Linked DNA regions of Mus musculus: region 1 is linked to region 2. A link is a contact called in public Hi-C data. All regions are on one chromosome and are shown on one strand. Each heading gives the region's core, a stretch centred on a gene start, on an enhancer-like site or on the middle of the called end of the contact. The rest is flanking DNA. Distances are from core to core; before and after follow the strand shown. Region 1 has its middle 120 kb from the start of Dlgap1. Region 2 has its middle 150 kb from the start of Gm36594.

What was found. Hi-C and Micro-C count contacts between places; a contact is called where the count stands out from the background.
Region 1: a Hi-C map of cortical neurons shows a contact between it and region 2, with 1.8 times the contacts expected there. The contact joins two enhancer-like sites. A contact is called at or near these places in 1 of 484 Hi-C or Micro-C datasets (cortical neurons) and 1 of 115 datasets of contacts at active chromatin or transcription factors (bone marrow-derived dendritic cells).

The regions. Positions count from the first base shown.
Region 1 is chr17:70,307,092-70,310,968 of GRCm38.p6, forward strand. It overlaps a transcript of Dlgap1 not described here. Among named protein-coding and RNA genes, the nearest start is that of Dlgap1, 120 kb to the right of the region's middle. Within about 2 kb of position 1,665, at least 26 of the 459 cell types and tissues checked have an H3K27ac peak or open chromatin away from gene starts, as enhancers often do. A contact at or near this core is called in cortical neurons, where this site is marked.
Region 2 is chr17:69,767,441-69,771,050 of GRCm38.p6, forward strand. No RefSeq gene overlaps it. Among named protein-coding and RNA genes, the nearest start is that of Gm36594, 150 kb to the right of the region's middle. Within about 2 kb of position 1,786, at least 32 of the 459 cell types and tissues checked have an H3K27ac peak or open chromatin away from gene starts, as enhancers often do. A contact at or near this core is called in cortical neurons, where this site is marked.

The DNA.
Region 1 (3,877 bases), core at 415-2,914, 540 kb after region 2:
CAGGCCATTTGTGTGATGAGGCCTTCTGTGTGTGACCTGCTAGAAAGGAGAGTCACAGCTTCCCACACAGCACGTGATGTGGTCCCAGGCAATCCCCATCCCACAATGTGGCCCAGATATAATTTTTGTTTGTCACCTTCTAAGGAAGAATCACTGATCATCCTATGACTGCCCTGGCTTAGGCATCAGCAAAGCCCTGGCTGCACACTTGGGAATAGTATGCTGTGTTGGACCCTGCTATGAGGTCAAAGAGACAATGGAAATAATGGCAGTTTTTACTCCTTTTTAGACTATGGTTGGTTAGTTGGAGTATTGTATTAATAAAACATGTAGTTACCAGGAAATTATTAAAATCATATGCATATGCTGGGCCTTACAAATTCAAGTACTTGATATTTGTACTTTATAGCTTTTTAAAGATTTGTGTGTATTATCTTCAGTTGTGTGTGTATGTTGTGGGGTGATCTTTGCACATGAATGCAGGTGCCTGCAGAGGCCAGAGGTATCAGATCCCTGGAGCCAGCATTACAGATGGCATGGACTCTCATATGTGTGTGTTTCAGTGTGTGGGGAGGGGGGATGCTATAAACTTAAATCGAGTCCTCCACAAATGCAGAATATGCTCTTAACCACTGAGTCATTTCTCCTAGCCTCCCTTTATTATTTTTAAGGAGAATATAATTGATATTCATAGACAAGCATTTTCTAGCTTATCAAACCTATTTATAATAATGATATTTTATTTTGGCCTGGTTGATTTGACTTTCTGCGATGCATAAAGACGCCGAACACTGCCTCACCACCAGCACCACCACGTAGATTTCCAATACAACTCTTCGTCACACTTCATTGGATTTAATGGCTGCTGGTGTCACTTTTTTACGAGATCAGCCCTCAGTGAGTCTCTGCTTCAAATGAGTCATCATGGCTAATGATTGCATTTGTTATATTTCAGCGCTCTTGAGCATCTCATACTAAGAGTGACATCTGGTTAATGCTATCAAGGACAGCAACAATCTGAAGTCGAGGTCTCCTCCTGCATCGGAAGCGTGGAAAAATAAAAACAGAGAGCATCAAAGGTAAACTTTATTTCCTTTGTGTAATCCACTTCTGCAACATCCTGTAAAGATGCACTGTGCAAAACAGTTTTTCACTTTTTATAGCATGATGTATTTCTGCCTGGCAATCCTAAAGCTATTAATAGGCTGCTGAATTTGATGTCCTTTTTTTTTAACTCCTTGGCTCCCTGTACATATTTTAATTAAGATGGAGTTCACCTGCGTAGTAATTATTGTCAGTCTAAGATGTCAGGTCTGGCGAATGCAATTTTCAGGACTCTGTAGGCTAAAATACTGGGCGTGAGGCTAAGCGTGGAATAGAAGATGATGGCACAGCACATGCTCTGTATTTTCTTTGCTTGCCGGAGACAGTTGCATTCAACAGCACAGGCTTGCGCACTGGTCTAAATCTGGAGCTGCTGAAGCCCATGCTGCAGTCTCCGCTCTCTTCCTGCCACGTGTTCTGTTAGAAGGGAAGGCTGGAGAATGTGTAAGTCAAATGCATTACCTGTATAATGTCAGATCAGAGGGGATTGAGAGGGCTGGATACGTCAGTAAGCTACTCTCCCATTCGGGTTACGTGAGCAACAAAGACAAGGACTTGAAAATGGCCCTCGACTGGAACGATGACCTCATGGGTCAAGCTTGAGAACAGCTGGGCCTTCTTACCGGCACACGATGATGTAATTTTCAACCAAGGCAGGAGGATAATACAATGAGTCTAGCACAGAAAGTGAATCAGTAAGAACACGGATATGCTAACAAATCTGCCTGGGAGTCATGGGAACGAACTCTTCAGAGAGTCCCCATGGAAGTTTGGATGCTGTCTGGAATTTGTACCTGAAAGGCATGCAGGAGGAGGATTGCCCTCTGAGTCTGCCAGGAAGGACGTGAGCTCCCCTGGTTTTAGGCTGTGTTAGCACCACCTGAGGCAGGAGACAGAACATCCAATTATCTGGGAAGGCCAACCTTGTAATGCAAAGAGAATCTAACGGAGAACAGAAATGCCCATCTCTGCAGCTGTGGCTGCAATCGCAAGTGGTCCAGAGGTCGTTATTCAGCCAATCGGTGACTTTGTTACATCCCCCTTTGCTTGATTTTGATGCAGGTCATTTTTCTCCCAGATGAAAGGTCTAAGAAGAAAGCACTTTGTAATTTGAAGTTCTATCCAAATGTCAGGGAGCCAAAATGAAGTGTTTTAAGATAAAATTTTGTCGATAGAGCTGTGCTCAAAATGAGACATGCATCTTGGCATACTGGTTTTTTTAAAATAAATATATGTATGTATTTATATTTGTATACAATATACATATAAAAACTTTATTCTTCCCCCTCCCCCCCCCTTGACCTCCCAGTCTCCTGCTCCTCCTTTGCTTGTTCAACCTCTTTTGTTCAGTAATTTAATTGAATGTTAGCTTGCGGGGTTTGGGGAAGTTAGTTGCAATGGTTTTCCTTTAAATGTGTTTGGAACTTGCTGAAAAGCATGGTACTGCTAACAGTTGAACAATCCATAGCTGTTCATTCTTGCTGACTCCTCCCCCTCTGAAGCAGGTTAGTATTGAAGGTGGTAGGGAAGCCAGCATGTGTTCAGATAGATAGATAGATAGATAGATAGATAGATAGATAGATAGATAGATAGATAGATATAGAGATATATAATATAAATATATACATATATTTATACTTACTTAGTTTCAAAGTGTGGTGAGCACTTTAGGAAGAGTTATAACTAATGTAATAACATGTAATAATATCGTAGCAGTTACTTGTTCTCTCTCCCTCTCCCCCTCCCCCTCTCTCCCTCTCTCCCTCTTTCCCTCTCTCCCTCTTTCCCTCTTTCCCTCTCTTCATCCGTCTCTCGCTCCCTCAGGTAATTTGAGGGGTTGGTTCTCTCTCATTCCACTTTCTGGCTAGGCCATCTCTCCTCCACCACTCCTTTCTTTTTTTCTTTAACATTAGAATGTCAAACAGTAAAATAAAGTTGGATAAAACCAGCAGTCTTGCTCTAATGTATAAAATCACACTAGAAGTTGTGACTAGGAAGGAGCAAGTATTAAATAAACAATGTACAAGCAGACATCAGCAAACATCTTAACTACTGCATAGTGGTGCACAGCATTCTAAGGAAAGCAATGAACATGGAGAGCAAGGGGCAGTGGCGGGGGAAGGTGACAGACAGCTGTGCCAGAGAAGCTGTGTGGAGTGACATGGCAGAAATACCAAAAGGAGTAGACAGAGCCAGGCCCTGAATTGACAAGACATCACTGACAGTGGTGGGAGAGAGCACTGATCAGATCAGATGGTACCCTGAACACCGGATGAAAAAGGTGTGAGTGCCCCAGGAATCTGAGGCATGGCAAGACTTCCTTTGAGTGAACTTAAAACAATCTCATCTCTCACTGGTTTCTGCTCTCCGTTTCCTTTGACTCCTGAATCTTCCAGGGTGAAAATTCTGACTATCACTTGTTTTAGTTCAAATCAAATATTCACAGATTTACTACTCCACAGTTGTACAAATTGCTAATTTAGAAGTTTTTAAGCCTGCCACTCAGTTTACCGTCCCATTTTTACCCTTTGGCTTTGTTCGCCAGTGCTCTGACTCACTACCTGGAAAGTAATATCTGTGGTCTGTCAAGCTTCGAGTTGCTTTTGTAGGTCTATGTTTGTCCAGCATAGATCAGTCAGGATGAGGACACAAATGTACGCTTTTAACAAGCTTTGAGTGGATACTAACAGATTTGTCTGGAGAGCTGACTTGGAGAACAGTGCTATAAACCGGATGAGTCAGGATGGCAATATCATGATCCAGGGTGTCACTA
Region 2 (3,610 bases), core at 536-3,035:
TCTTATTCTAAGACACGGGGCTTTCTCCACAGCACATTTCTAAGCATCTCTTTGAGGCTCTACCACCAGCTTTCTTTAGAGTCACTGGCATCCTTTAGTGCTTTCCCCCCTATGAAATGCTAAGCTATGACCCATTGGGATAGCTGAGACAATGCTCCAGGGTGTCTCCGTGTTTCTGCTTGTCCTGGGTGAACTGGCACTTCAGCTCTCTTTCCAAGGAGTAGTGTCAAATAAGCACCTTTGGAAAACAGAAGAGCTGGCCTTTTCTGAAGCGCTCAGCAGATTCACTTGCTGTTCTGTGTAATAAAGATAGTGTCTCTCTTCGGGACAAGTATCTCTTGGTCTTGGTTACAGCCAACGTCTGAAGATTTCCTAAGCACAGCTTGCCTGAGCGGAGGTGTGACGTTCACTATGTGTCACATCCACTGGCTTTCTCCTGCACCCTCCTCCTTGGTGCCTGGCACAGCAGGATGAAGTTTGTGGTCTGCTAAACCCTGTGCACAGTGATCTGTCTCTGACCTGACAGTGTTGTATCTTTCACAGGTTCCTACAAGATGTCAAGGCAATTTGTTAGGTTGCAAGTAAGAGGAAACCTCAGACTTCACAATTTCCGACATTCATTTCTCCATTCATGATCATTATTAGACTAATAGTTGTGCCTTTGATTGACACATTTCATCCAGTTGTTCTCAGACATACTTTGAGGTATTTGACCTTTGAACAGTCCTTTTCCTTTCTTTTTATTTTTCTCTCTTCATTATGCGTTCCTTTTGCTGCCAGGGTCTTTGTGTCTCTTAGCTTCTTTTCACCTTTCCCTGAATTTTAGCTCTAAAAATTATATCCATTGTTCACACCTTACGGTAAAATAAACGTGTTGCTGCCTCTCGTAGAGATATTTGCATTTTCAGTCTCAATTTTAGATTCAGACTTCATCTCTGAAAATAGCAATTTAAGAAGTTTTAATAAGGAAGTAGAAGGAAACTTATTTGTGCCAGAGATTAAAATTCATTCGTTTTACTTCTGAAATTAAAATTCTTGATGTTTTCCAGCTCTTTCTATAAGTCAAGAAAGTTTTGGATTGACTCCAGTTTTCAGTCTATACAACCCTACTGGAGAGTTTTACATCTATGGGGGTTTGACCAACTGCACTTCAAAATCATTTGAGGAAATTATCCTTGTACTGAATACGAACAGCATTTCTTCTGTCCCATTATTGTCCAAGCAGTGCAGTGGAGGAACTGCGCACTTTTTCTATACCATGTTAGCTATTGCACATCATCTACAGAAAATATAATGTATAGAAGTAGGGTTGTAACGTCTAGGTTCTATGCAGATACAAGGACATTTTAATGAGGAGTTTGAGCATCTGCAGACTTGGGTATCTGTTGCTGTCCTGGCTTCATCTCCCATGAATACTGAGCAATGGCTGTATTTTGTCACTTGGAAGTATGCTGAAAGCTTCGTTAGTTAAGCTAGGCCCAGGGTGCTACTATAATATAAACGTTTGAAATTCAGTAGGCTAGTGAAAGCACATTTCTTACTCATGTAGTTTGAGGCCAGCATGTGCTTGGCAGCAGGTGGACCCGCGTCTGAGGCTCCTTCCATTCACAGGGCAGAAGAGGGAGCCACAGCAAGGACACACATGTTACCAATCACCTGAGAGGATCGAGTGTGTTTCCTTTTCCTCATACTCTATTGGCTGAAGCTCATTCATCTACATGCTAAGGGCTCCAGCACAGAGAGCTCTGCCTCATGGCCAGATAGAAAGTAAAAACAAGTTGAATTGCACGCAGAGTTATCACTGCCTAGAATTTGTACTCTTTGTTCCAGAACAACTCAGTAGCGCCGGATATTTCTGACAAACGCTCATGAATAATTCACTTTGACACAGTGAGGGAAGGCCATATGCTGCTTGTATTTGTGGTTTCTTCGGCTTCAAATCAGTTGCTTCCTTTTCTGCAGTGAAAATAATAGTAGCTTACATTCTCGCACATAACCTTAAATTAAAACCTATTTTCACAAGCAAGATGTGTAGTATGATGCTATTATTGTAAATGGGGGCAAACAACCTCTATCAAGCAAACCATTAGAATACAGCAGCAGTCAATTCTTTGACAACAGAAATCACTGTTACTGTCTTATATATTTATATTTTTTTTCTGAAAAAAAATAGATTTACAATTAGGAAAGTAAAATATTTCTATTTCAAACAATAGAGACCAAGTCACCATAGAGCTGTTAGGCTATGCCGCTTTCACACTACTCATCTGGTGCTTAAGAAAGGCAAACATTGGTAGTGCTATACTCGCTTTGCAGAGAAGAGACCTGAGGCTCAGATTCAGTGTGAACTTGGCCAGTGGCATCCATCTAGAAGCAGTCAACCTAAGACCTAAACCTACACTACGTTCTTTCAAAGTCTGTTTAGCCCTGCAGCGCCACAATGACTTCAGGAGCCTAAGCAAACTAGCATGCTTTTGTATGTTCTAGTAGCTCTTGATTTCAACACAAAAAATTCACATACAAACTTCTTTAAGGAATTCTTCCATAGTTCCTATTATACAGACACCCATAATGGCTCTACATATTCACTTAAAAGAAAGTTCTGGGCGCCTTTAGGTGTTTTTAGGTGAAGGCTCTTTGACAAAGAACGTATAGCATAGCCTTTCCTCTGTATCTCCATCTGCTTGCATGGAGAGTGCTTAATGAGTCCTCAGTGCCTCCCCCCTGCATGACAAGGATGAGAGAAGTTGCCAGCCCATCCTGTCAGTTCCACATCAGATCCAGATGGCTCTGCACACTCCATTTTTAGTTCCTGTTTTGTTTTCACCTCTCAGGGTAAAAAAGAACAGCCTGTAACATTGCGATGGATAAATTTCTGCACTGTGACTATGTATGCAGAGCAGCAGGGCTGCCACTGTTCTCCAGGGCTAATTAGCCTCTTAATATCACAATCATCAGCATCGTCCACCTGCCTGCTACTGAGGAGAGGTACTCAGGGGTTTCTGGTAAGAATGAGAGAGGGGTTCAGCAGTGGGCGACAAAGTTGCAACTCCTGTGGAAAAGGCCAATGCACACACTGAAGGACACAGAGAAAGAAAATGCAACAAGAAGTAAGCCTTCCCAAGAGCTGGTGTTTGGAGTGGGCTGGTAACTAGTTATTACTGTTACCCAAATGGTGTGTTCCATCTGAAGCTGGTGACAGGTAAGGTTAGTGAAAAATAAGCATATTCAAAGCCTTCTTTTATAGCTCTCTCCTATAGAGTCCGGCCCCATCCCGCTCTCCCTTTAACCTTCCCTCAACACTGTTACATTACAGCAGGGGTTGGCAGAGTGGATGTTATTTTAGGTAGCAGGATAATTTTGGTCATCAGAGAGCTCTCTCTACTGTTCTAACAGCACTTCCTGGGAGCCTGCATATAATGTTCAAAAACAAGGAAATGAGAGAGCATCAGCTAAATCTCATTGAATGCTGGGGCCAACCCTACAGTTAAAGGGCAAGCTCTCCAGATCACTGTGTAAACATCTAAGTGTCACTGAGAGCAAGCGTAACATTTGTCACCTTCCCTGGAGGAGACACACCACTTCTGTCCCTATTCCAGCGTCTCAGACT